Regions from separate parts of the Sus scrofa genome. Here regions 1 and 3 are each linked to region 2. A link is a contact called in public Hi-C and HiChIP or PLAC-seq data. All regions are on one chromosome and are shown on one strand. Each heading gives the region's core, a stretch centred on a gene start, on an enhancer-like site or on the middle of the called end of the contact. The rest is flanking DNA. Distances are from core to core; before and after follow the strand shown. Region 1 overlaps GNG2 (guanine nucleotide-binding protein G(I)/G(S)/G(O) subunit gamma-2). Region 2 has its middle 27 kb from the start of C1H14orf166. Region 3 overlaps LOC106509105 (a long non-coding RNA gene).

Region 1 (2,700 bases), core at 44-2,543, 150 kb after region 2:
AAAAAATGTATACATGTATGTGTAACTGGGTCACCATGTTGCACAGTCAGAAAAAAATGTATTGGGGAAATCACAATAAAAAAATAAAAAAAAAAGAAGTGTCATGGTGTCGGTGCATGATGGCTACTTATGTGCATAGCTAATTTTATTATAATTTTATTCTAATGAGGGTTAATGAGCAACGGGTTACATTTGGAAGCCGGATATTGATGCTCTTTTCCACCTTTGTTTGCCTCCAGGGTACTTATCACCCCCAAATATGTGGTTTCCTGTCAGTCTGGAGGTTCCTGCTTTTCTTTGTCTGCCCGTGGACCCCGCTGTTTGCATGATGCGTGGTTTCCTGCCATCTGGCCTCATGCCCCCACTTCTCTGCTCATACCTAACTATCTGCCTGCTGTAACATTTTGAGCCATGGATGGGTGGGGAGTGGTCTGAACAGAGGCATGGCATGATCTAACTTGCATTGTGACACCAAGACATAGCAAGACACAATGGAAACTGGGAGACCAGTCAGGAGGCTCTTTTAGAATTTAGAAAATGAGGAGGCATGGGTATGATAGGTAATAAAAATGGTGAACAGAGACCGAATTCAGAATATGTTTTGAAACCAGACCTGTAAGAATTCTCTGCTAAATTGAATGTGGGAGAAGTTAAGAGTAAGGAAGACCCTAAAGTGAATGATGTAGGCTGGTGCCACATACTGAGAAAAACACAACGAGAGTGTGTTTGTGTACCTGTGTGTGTTGGAGGGGGCGGGGAGGGAGCAATTTGAAGGAAGGAGGGATAGAAATCAGGGTTTGTGCATTTCATCTCCAAAAGAGGAAAAGAGTAACATTCTGCTGTTAAAAAGAAAAAATGAAGATGAGAAGCTTTTTTCTTCACTTTACAGAGAAAATGGTCTACATTCACAGAGCAACATTTCTATCTCCTGGCTTATTAGGATATTGCCATTAGAAGACTTCTAAAAATCACATAGTGCCTTCTCCACTTTAGTTATAAATATTGGCTCTAGGTGAATTCTGGCTTCCCAAAGATCAGACTAAAAAATCCAGGAGCCAAGTCTGTTTCTGGAGTCCAGGGCCCTTATTGTCTGTTATATCAGATGATAGCAATGTATCACCTGCCTATCAATTAAGGATTCTAAATAGCATGCTTGTAAAAGATACTCTTATTGGTTAACCTCGCATGACATTTTTTAAAAATTTGAAATATGACAACCCTCAGCTCCAGAAGCAGATGTGGCAGGAAACAACTTAACACTTCCGTTTTTCTTGGGACTGCACCCTCTGCCCCACTTCCGCAGTTTGGGGTTCTTACCATAACAACAGAGCTGTGTTTCCCCAGACACTCACTCTCCTGCACAACATTGGCTACCTGCTTTTTCTTTGCAGACCTGGAGCTTTTAGAGAGAACTGGGCAATTCAGCATGCAGCTGGTGCTCAGAGACCTCCCTCCACAGACTAGCTAGGGGACCTGAGCTCTGAGGAGAGAAGGCAACGCCCCTGGCCTCCTTGTGATATTTGCCTTGCTCACCCACACCCTCCTCTACAGGATGTTTTGTGATGCCAGCGTGCAGCTGTCTTGATGCCTGTTGTTGTTGTGTTCATAAGGACCTCTGTCTAAAAATTCTGTAGGCTTCCAGGAAGGGACTCAGCCGACTGGGATAAAATGGACTTCGCCTCCCTGCACCCCCCTCTGGTTACCATGGCAACCATGAATGACTGATTTCCTGGTTGCCATGTAAATGCAGTGGGATCCCAGCCACTGCACCACACAAAGACGTCAGTAAGAATAGTGAGAAAACAGAAATTATACCTAAAAAGACAAAAGATTTCATCTCAAGCTTTTTCCTCACACAAACTGGAGGAAAGGAACCAATTGTAATGAGAAATGGTGCTTTTCCTGAGGTAGGAGTGTGTCTCAGCCTCACTGGAAGGAAGACTGGGAAAAAAAAGGGGAAATCCCTCATTTGTCGTCCCAGGAGTTGGCATGGTGACAGGAAGACAGATGCCATTCTCAGGTGGCTAGAACCCTTCAGTAATCAGCCTGAATCCCACTGAGAGGAAATCTGAAATATTTAACTGGGGTAGAAGAATTACATTAGATAAAAAAACAAAACAAAAAAAAAACAAAAAACAAAAAATCAGGTTTCATGGACTTTTTTAGAGTTATTCTTATTTGTATAGCTTTGTAACTTGAAAATTAAAATTCCAAATGCTCTAATTTATAATATTTCTGGAATTATTCTTATCTCTATCAAATAACCTTGGAGAAATAACAAAATGCAGTTTTTTTCCTATGATTGGTTATTGGTAACCACCTGATAAAAACACACTCCAAGAATTGATTAATCCAAATTTCTACATTTTTCATAGCTTGTTCATGTGTTTAGTCATATCTATAAATATCTATAAAGAGCACTAGCATACAAAAAACATGTAAAATATATTTTATTTTACTCTCTATGTCTACAAAGATTCAAATTGTTGATAACTCACCTCCTTGACTTTTCATCCTATCTTAGAATCAATGGTTTAAAATTGATCTGTTGTTCTCTAAAATTTTATTTTCTGCTTTTGACAAATGCTTCAAATAAAGGTTTTAAAAACCGAATCAGGAAGAATCTTCATGGGTTTCCTGAAACACTCACAGAGAACTACTGGTACTTTGCTATGAGTTTTCGGCAGCTGAATAATGAAA
Region 2 (2,700 bases), core at 186-2,685:
TATGCCACAGCCACAGCAATGCCAGATCTGATCCATAACTGTGACCTGCACCTACACTGCAGCTCAAGGCAATGGAAGATCCTTAACCCACTGAGCAAGGCCTGGGGTCGAACCCACATCCTCATGAATACTAGAGGGCTTCATTTCCGCTGGGCCACACTGGGAGCTCCTACACTTTAATTTTTTAAAAAAGCCACATATAGACACAGGGCAGGGCAATTAAAGATAGTGTTCTCAGGAGAGAGTGGAATGGACAGCCTCTCCAGGGGCCAAAATTAAGGTGAGGCAGTCAGCAGTGTTTCATATGGCCCCGCCCCCAAATCTCACTTCCAGGTTGGAAAGTGGTAGGGTCTTCCAGACTATGGAGCTGCTGGCTAGGGAGCATGAAGTCGTGGGGCCATGGAGCTGGACTGTTTGGAGAGGAGAGCCTCCGAGCTCCCTCTGTCTCGGTCCATCGCTCTGTGCAGAGCTGACTGCTGACACTTGTGGCAGGGAGCCTCATTCTCAGACCAGCTTTCATAGCTATGCCTCCGCCTCGTCCCATTTCTCTGCAGGCATTTGCCCTGTGCTCGCTTTGTCACCGATCAGATCATTGCTGAGTACTTTCTGTGTCCCTAAGCGCTGCGCTAGGCACCGCGGAGGATTAGAGAGATGCCTGTGCAGTCGGGGCTCGCTGCTCCCTAGAATATGGCAGTACACCCTAAGAGACAAGATTCTTATCTAATCAGCCATTAACTCCAACACCGCCTCCTGCGGAGGCTGGCAATCCACCTCCACCCTCCTGCCCTCAGTTTCCTGTGTCCTGGAACTTCTCGTTGTGACTGATAATTACTGTTTACTTGTCTGCTTCCTCCACAAAACCACAAGGTCCTCAAAGGCAGGGCCTGTGCTGTCTACCCTAGTGCAGTGCCTCTAACTCAGTCAGATACTAAATTGTTTGGTGCCTATGACAAGGCAATAGGGCTTGAGCGAGGAAAGAGACAAGTATTTCCTGAAGTCATTCACAGACAACATGGAATTCAGACTAGGCTTGAAAATGAGCGAGATCTGTTTACTTGAGGCATTGAGTAATGGCATTCCTGAGGGGCAACATCATAAGCAAAGGCATGGAGGTAGGATGGAAGATGTTATATTTACAGGAGACAGGATGAACCAGAGGAGAGTTTAGCAAACAGAATAAGAAGAGTTGAGTGGACTTGACTTCCCAGGGCCTGGCCAGCCAGGGTTGATGAACGCTTCCTGAGCCAGATTACTCTGTGTGGCTGCATTGTGGTGAGGCCTGAGTTACATCCTTGAGTCTGGCAAGATGTAGTTGCCACCAGTTATTTTTGCTTTTAACCTTCAATTTCTGATCGTCCAGTACAAGAACTTCACTTTCCTTGGAACCCCTGTTCTGTCCATGTGGCACAGTGACCCCCATGCCCAGGTTCAGGGGTGGGTGGGCACGTGAACCAGATCTGGCCAATAAGAGTCCTAGAAAGTGTTTCAGGGATACAGCCAGGGACTTTTTCTGGAGCTGCTGTTATGTTTCTTCTGTGATTGCTAAACTGGTGTGATGTGAAGCCTGGAGCTGAAGACACTATCCTGATGCTACAGGAGAAGAGTCTATCTGGGAATTAAAATAGCACAGAGGAAAGCAGAGCCAAGGGAGTGAGAGAGACAAAGGATGACATCATCTGAGCACCTGGATCCAGCTGAGCCTGAAGTGGGTCCTATTTCTGAGCCCTTGGATTATTAGCCACCTTCAGCTAGATTCCTACCACTTGCAACCAGAGGAGTACTCAGGGGTGAGTGGAATAGCTTAGAGTGGGAGGAGATGAGATACAGAGTGGCCACACCAGCAGGTGGACATGAGGGTCTGAACCAGGGATCCTGGGGCTTGAGAGGAAAGGTGACGAGTTAAGAGGTGAGAAGAAACGATCTAGATTCTCCCTCTTTTCAAAAATTGTGGAATCAATGTCTAATGAGTCTTTATCACTCTTCCTTCACAATGCCCTTTACCTACTCTCTTACCTACATTTGGCTTAGACAAGTCTATGAACCAAGTGAATCAGGTACACCTGTCCCCATTCTATAGCATGGAGAGGTTAAAGGACTTGGACAAGGTCATACGGAACTCTGGGGTCTCATTCCTCCTCTCTGTATCTCACTGGGCTCTTGCTCACACAGAGTGAGAACAGAGATCACCAAGCACCTTCTTTCTGTCACCTTGGGGCAGAGGTGTATCTGGCTCCCAGGTTTCTTCATTATGGACATGGAGAAACAGTAGGCGTTCTTACTGAGGAAAGGCCTGGGAGCCCATGACCCCCTTCATTAAAAATAAATTCTGCCTGAGTCTCCTGGTTCTAAATAGAAGAAAATGTAGATTTGGGGCAGAACCAAAGGGAAAGGGATTTCCCTTGGCAAATTATTTGCAATTTGTGGATTGGAGCTGACCCAGCTCCAATTCCCACGTCATTGTGAGCGCTGTTGAAAATGTGAGCAGCTTATTAAAGAACCAGAGCTGGAGGCAATCCTCCCGCGGGGGCCCAACAGAACAGGAGCAGAGTTAAAACCCACCAGTTTCCTCCTCCTAGTGTCTCCTGTCCAGGAGCCGCCAAGATTCTTAGCCACGGGTTACATGTTCACTCCAGGGCAGCCACTTCCTGCAGCTGTGGGAATAAGAGTCAGCATGTTTACAATTAGTTTGTGCCTTGCGTG
Region 3 (2,700 bases), core at 76-2,575, 220 kb after region 2:
AGTGGAAGTTGAGGCTGTGGAGATGGTGAGGGCAGATTACCTTCAGGATGGCACTGGGTGAGATGAGGAAAAGAGAGATGGGATGGTGGCCTGTAGCTGGGGATCCAGCAGGGCTCAACTGGATGTAGGGTCAAGGATGCTTTGGGACCTTGTTTGCTAAGTACATGTACTTTTCAAAAAACACTTAATTTTACAGATTTAAAGTAAGTTGCAAAAGCAGTACAGAGAGGTCTCATGTATTCACCATCCAGCTTCCCCCAAGAGTAGCATCATATATTGCTAGAGTATGTATTTTCAAACCAGGAAATCGTCATCCATACAACCTACAGATATTATTCAAGTTTTAGCAGTTTTTACATGCACGCATATGTATATGTGTATGAATAGTTCTATACAACTTTATCGTCTGCATAAATTTGTGTAACCACCACCACAATCACACACACAACTGTTCCCTCACCACAAAGAGCTCCTGCATATGGCCCCAACCGCTGGTGACCACGCATTTGTTCACCATCTCTGTAATTTTGCGATTTGGAAAGTATTACATAAATGGTCCTATATACCATATGTACTATATAACATTTCAAGATAGGGTTTTTTTTTTTTTTTCACTCAGCTCTCTTCACAACATCAACATGGTTGCAAGTATCAAGAGCTTGTTTCTTTTTACTACTGAGTAGTATTCCATTATACAGATATACCACCATTAGTTTGGCCATTCACCCCCTCAAAGACATGTGGGTTGTTTCTAGTTTGGAGCTGTTAGAAATAAAGCTGTGACGAAGATCATGTAGACGTTTTTGTGGCCTAAGTTTCCATTTCTCTGGCATCCATGCTTAGGAATGCAATTGCTGTATGATCTGGTACGTGTATATTTAATTCGTTTTATGAGAAAGTACCAAACTACTTTCCCCAAGACTGCACGATTTGGCATTCCCAACAGCAATTTAGGAGAGATTCAATTTTCACCAGCATTTGGTATTGTCACTATGTTTTATTTTAGCTGTTCTAATAGGTATGTGATATAGGAAGCTTTGGATATGTTTTGTCTGTGGGTTTGTTTGGTGAAGGAGAGCCTTCAGCACATTCACGGGCTGAGGGGAAGGAACGCGCAGAAGGGATGAACTGAGGGTGCAGGAAGAGGAGGAGAATGGACAGGTCCTAACAACGGGAAGGGAGGGGTGAAGTGACGATTGAGCTTTGACAGCCATGGGCCTTATCCTCAGAGACAGGAGGAAAGGATGTGAGAGCACAGAACAAGATTAGAGGGGGAGGCCCTGGAGGATGTTGTCGCCTAGTGGGTGACAGTGAGCTCTGGAGTCAGGCTCATGCTGGGTCGGCTCCCCCACTTCCCAGCTATTTGATCTTGGATACAATATCTGTTCTCCCTAAGGGGTCAGTTTCCTCATTTATACAAAGGGGAAAGTAGTAAATAATGTTAGGATTATGGTGAGAATGAAGTAAACTTCTATGGGTTTGGCAAACAAGAGAGATGATGATAATCACACAGCAAATCAAAGAGCTAAACATGCCACATAAATTCAGAGTCCAGGAGTTCCTGTTGTGGCTCAGCAGGAATGAACCCAACTAGTATCCATGAGGATGTGGGTTTGATCCCTGGCCTTGCTCAGTGGTTAAGGATCTGGCATTGCTGTGGCTGTGGTGTAGGTCAGTGACTGCAGCTCCCATTTGACCCCTAGCCTGGGAACTTCCATATGCTGTGGGTGGGGCTCTAAAATGCCAAAAAAAAAAAAAAAAAAAAAAAAAAAAAATCAGAGTCCAAATAGTGTGATAGTTGTTGGCTCCTATGACTTTCCACAGCCTCCCGAAAGACTAAGAACTTGAAGGGAGGAGTCAGAGGCCTTATTTTTATTTATTTTGACTTCCTAGCATTCAGCTCAAAGCCTTCCTTACAGAGAGCTCTCAGACAAGTGTGCAAACACCTGAAGAGTCAACCCTGAACCAACTCAGGTCCTGCCTCTCAGGCAGAGCTTCCCTTCCACTGACTCTGGGTTGAACTTTCCCCTCTCTGAATTTGCTACCTTCTTTACAATAACTCAGCTTTTTTTTTTTTTTTTTTTTTTTGCAGTCACTGATTTGAGCTCTGTATTTCAGTTCTGGAAATGCAAACACACACTCTTATTCATCATTCAAGTCTGATAATCTCTTTCTGTTGTTACAAATGCCTAAGAATTAAAAAGGAGAGGGAGAGGGTGGTATATTACTGGAGAGACTTCTTTAAATTACCTGTTTTCATGACCACCTGCATCCTGGGAGAGGCTGAGCTTCAGCAAGTTGACAGGTTCCATGTCCTGGTGCTAAATGAGCCTCCCTTTACCAGGTGGGCAGAGGGAGGACTGCTGCCACGGTGAGGCCGGCTCACGGGCTCACTCACTCCTCTGTGGGTTCAGGTGCGCCAGCCGGGTGAGAGGCAGAGTGGACCTGGGCTGATGAGGAAAAGGCAGCGGCATTAGGGAGACTGTGGGTACACCTGTGACCTGTTTTTAGTTTGCGAATTCTGGCCACATCTCCAGCCTTAAAAAAACAAAACAAAAAACAAAACTCCTTGTCCTGCTCTCTTCCCTCAGATGAGATGCAGAAATGTAGCTAAAATGCAACCTAGAGATGTTTGGGGAGGGGCATTGACAGGATGAGTCAACAATGGAGGTCAAACAAGGAATTTGGAAAATCCATAAC

Evidence for each region. Hi-C and Micro-C count contacts between places; a contact is called where the count stands out from the background. HiChIP or PLAC-seq counts read pairs in DNA pulled down with a chosen protein or histone mark.
Region 1: a contact with region 2 is called in an H3K27ac HiChIP or PLAC-seq map of alveolar macrophages. The contact joins two enhancer-like sites. A contact is called at or near these places in 4 of 47 Hi-C or Micro-C datasets (alveolar macrophages, embryonic fibroblasts, fibroblasts and 1 more) and 2 of 2 datasets of contacts at active chromatin or transcription factors (alveolar macrophages and skeletal muscle).
Region 3: a Hi-C map of retroperitoneal adipose tissue shows a contact between it and region 2, with 2.9 times the contacts expected there. The contact joins two enhancer-like sites. A contact is called at or near these places in 1 of 5 promoter capture datasets (liver), 22 of 47 Hi-C or Micro-C datasets (adipocytes, alveolar macrophages, blood and 14 more) and 2 of 2 datasets of contacts at active chromatin or transcription factors (alveolar macrophages and skeletal muscle).

Annotation. Positions count from the first base shown.
Region 1 is chr1:181,501,849-181,504,548 of Sscrofa11.1, reverse strand. The region is part of intron 2 of GNG2 (guanine nucleotide-binding protein G(I)/G(S)/G(O) subunit gamma-2); the gene reads right to left. Among named protein-coding and RNA genes, the nearest start is that of GNG2, 18 kb to the right of the region's middle. Within about 2 kb of position 1,293, at least 37 of the 83 cell types and tissues checked have an H3K27ac peak or open chromatin away from gene starts, as enhancers often do. A contact at or near this core is called in alveolar macrophages, where this site is marked.
Region 2 is chr1:181,652,751-181,655,450 of Sscrofa11.1, reverse strand. No RefSeq gene overlaps it. Among named protein-coding and RNA genes, the nearest start is that of C1H14orf166, 27 kb to the left of the region's middle. Within about 2 kb of position 1,435, at least 24 of the 83 cell types and tissues checked have an H3K27ac peak or open chromatin away from gene starts, as enhancers often do. A contact at or near this core is called in alveolar macrophages and retroperitoneal adipose tissue, where this site is marked.
Region 3 is chr1:181,428,831-181,431,530 of Sscrofa11.1, reverse strand. The region is part of intron 1 of LOC106509105 (a long non-coding RNA gene); the gene reads left to right. Among named protein-coding and RNA genes, the nearest start is that of GNG2, 55 kb to the left of the region's middle. Within about 2 kb of position 1,325, at least 4 of the 83 cell types and tissues checked have an H3K27ac peak or open chromatin away from gene starts, as enhancers often do. A contact at or near this core is called in retroperitoneal adipose tissue, where this site is marked.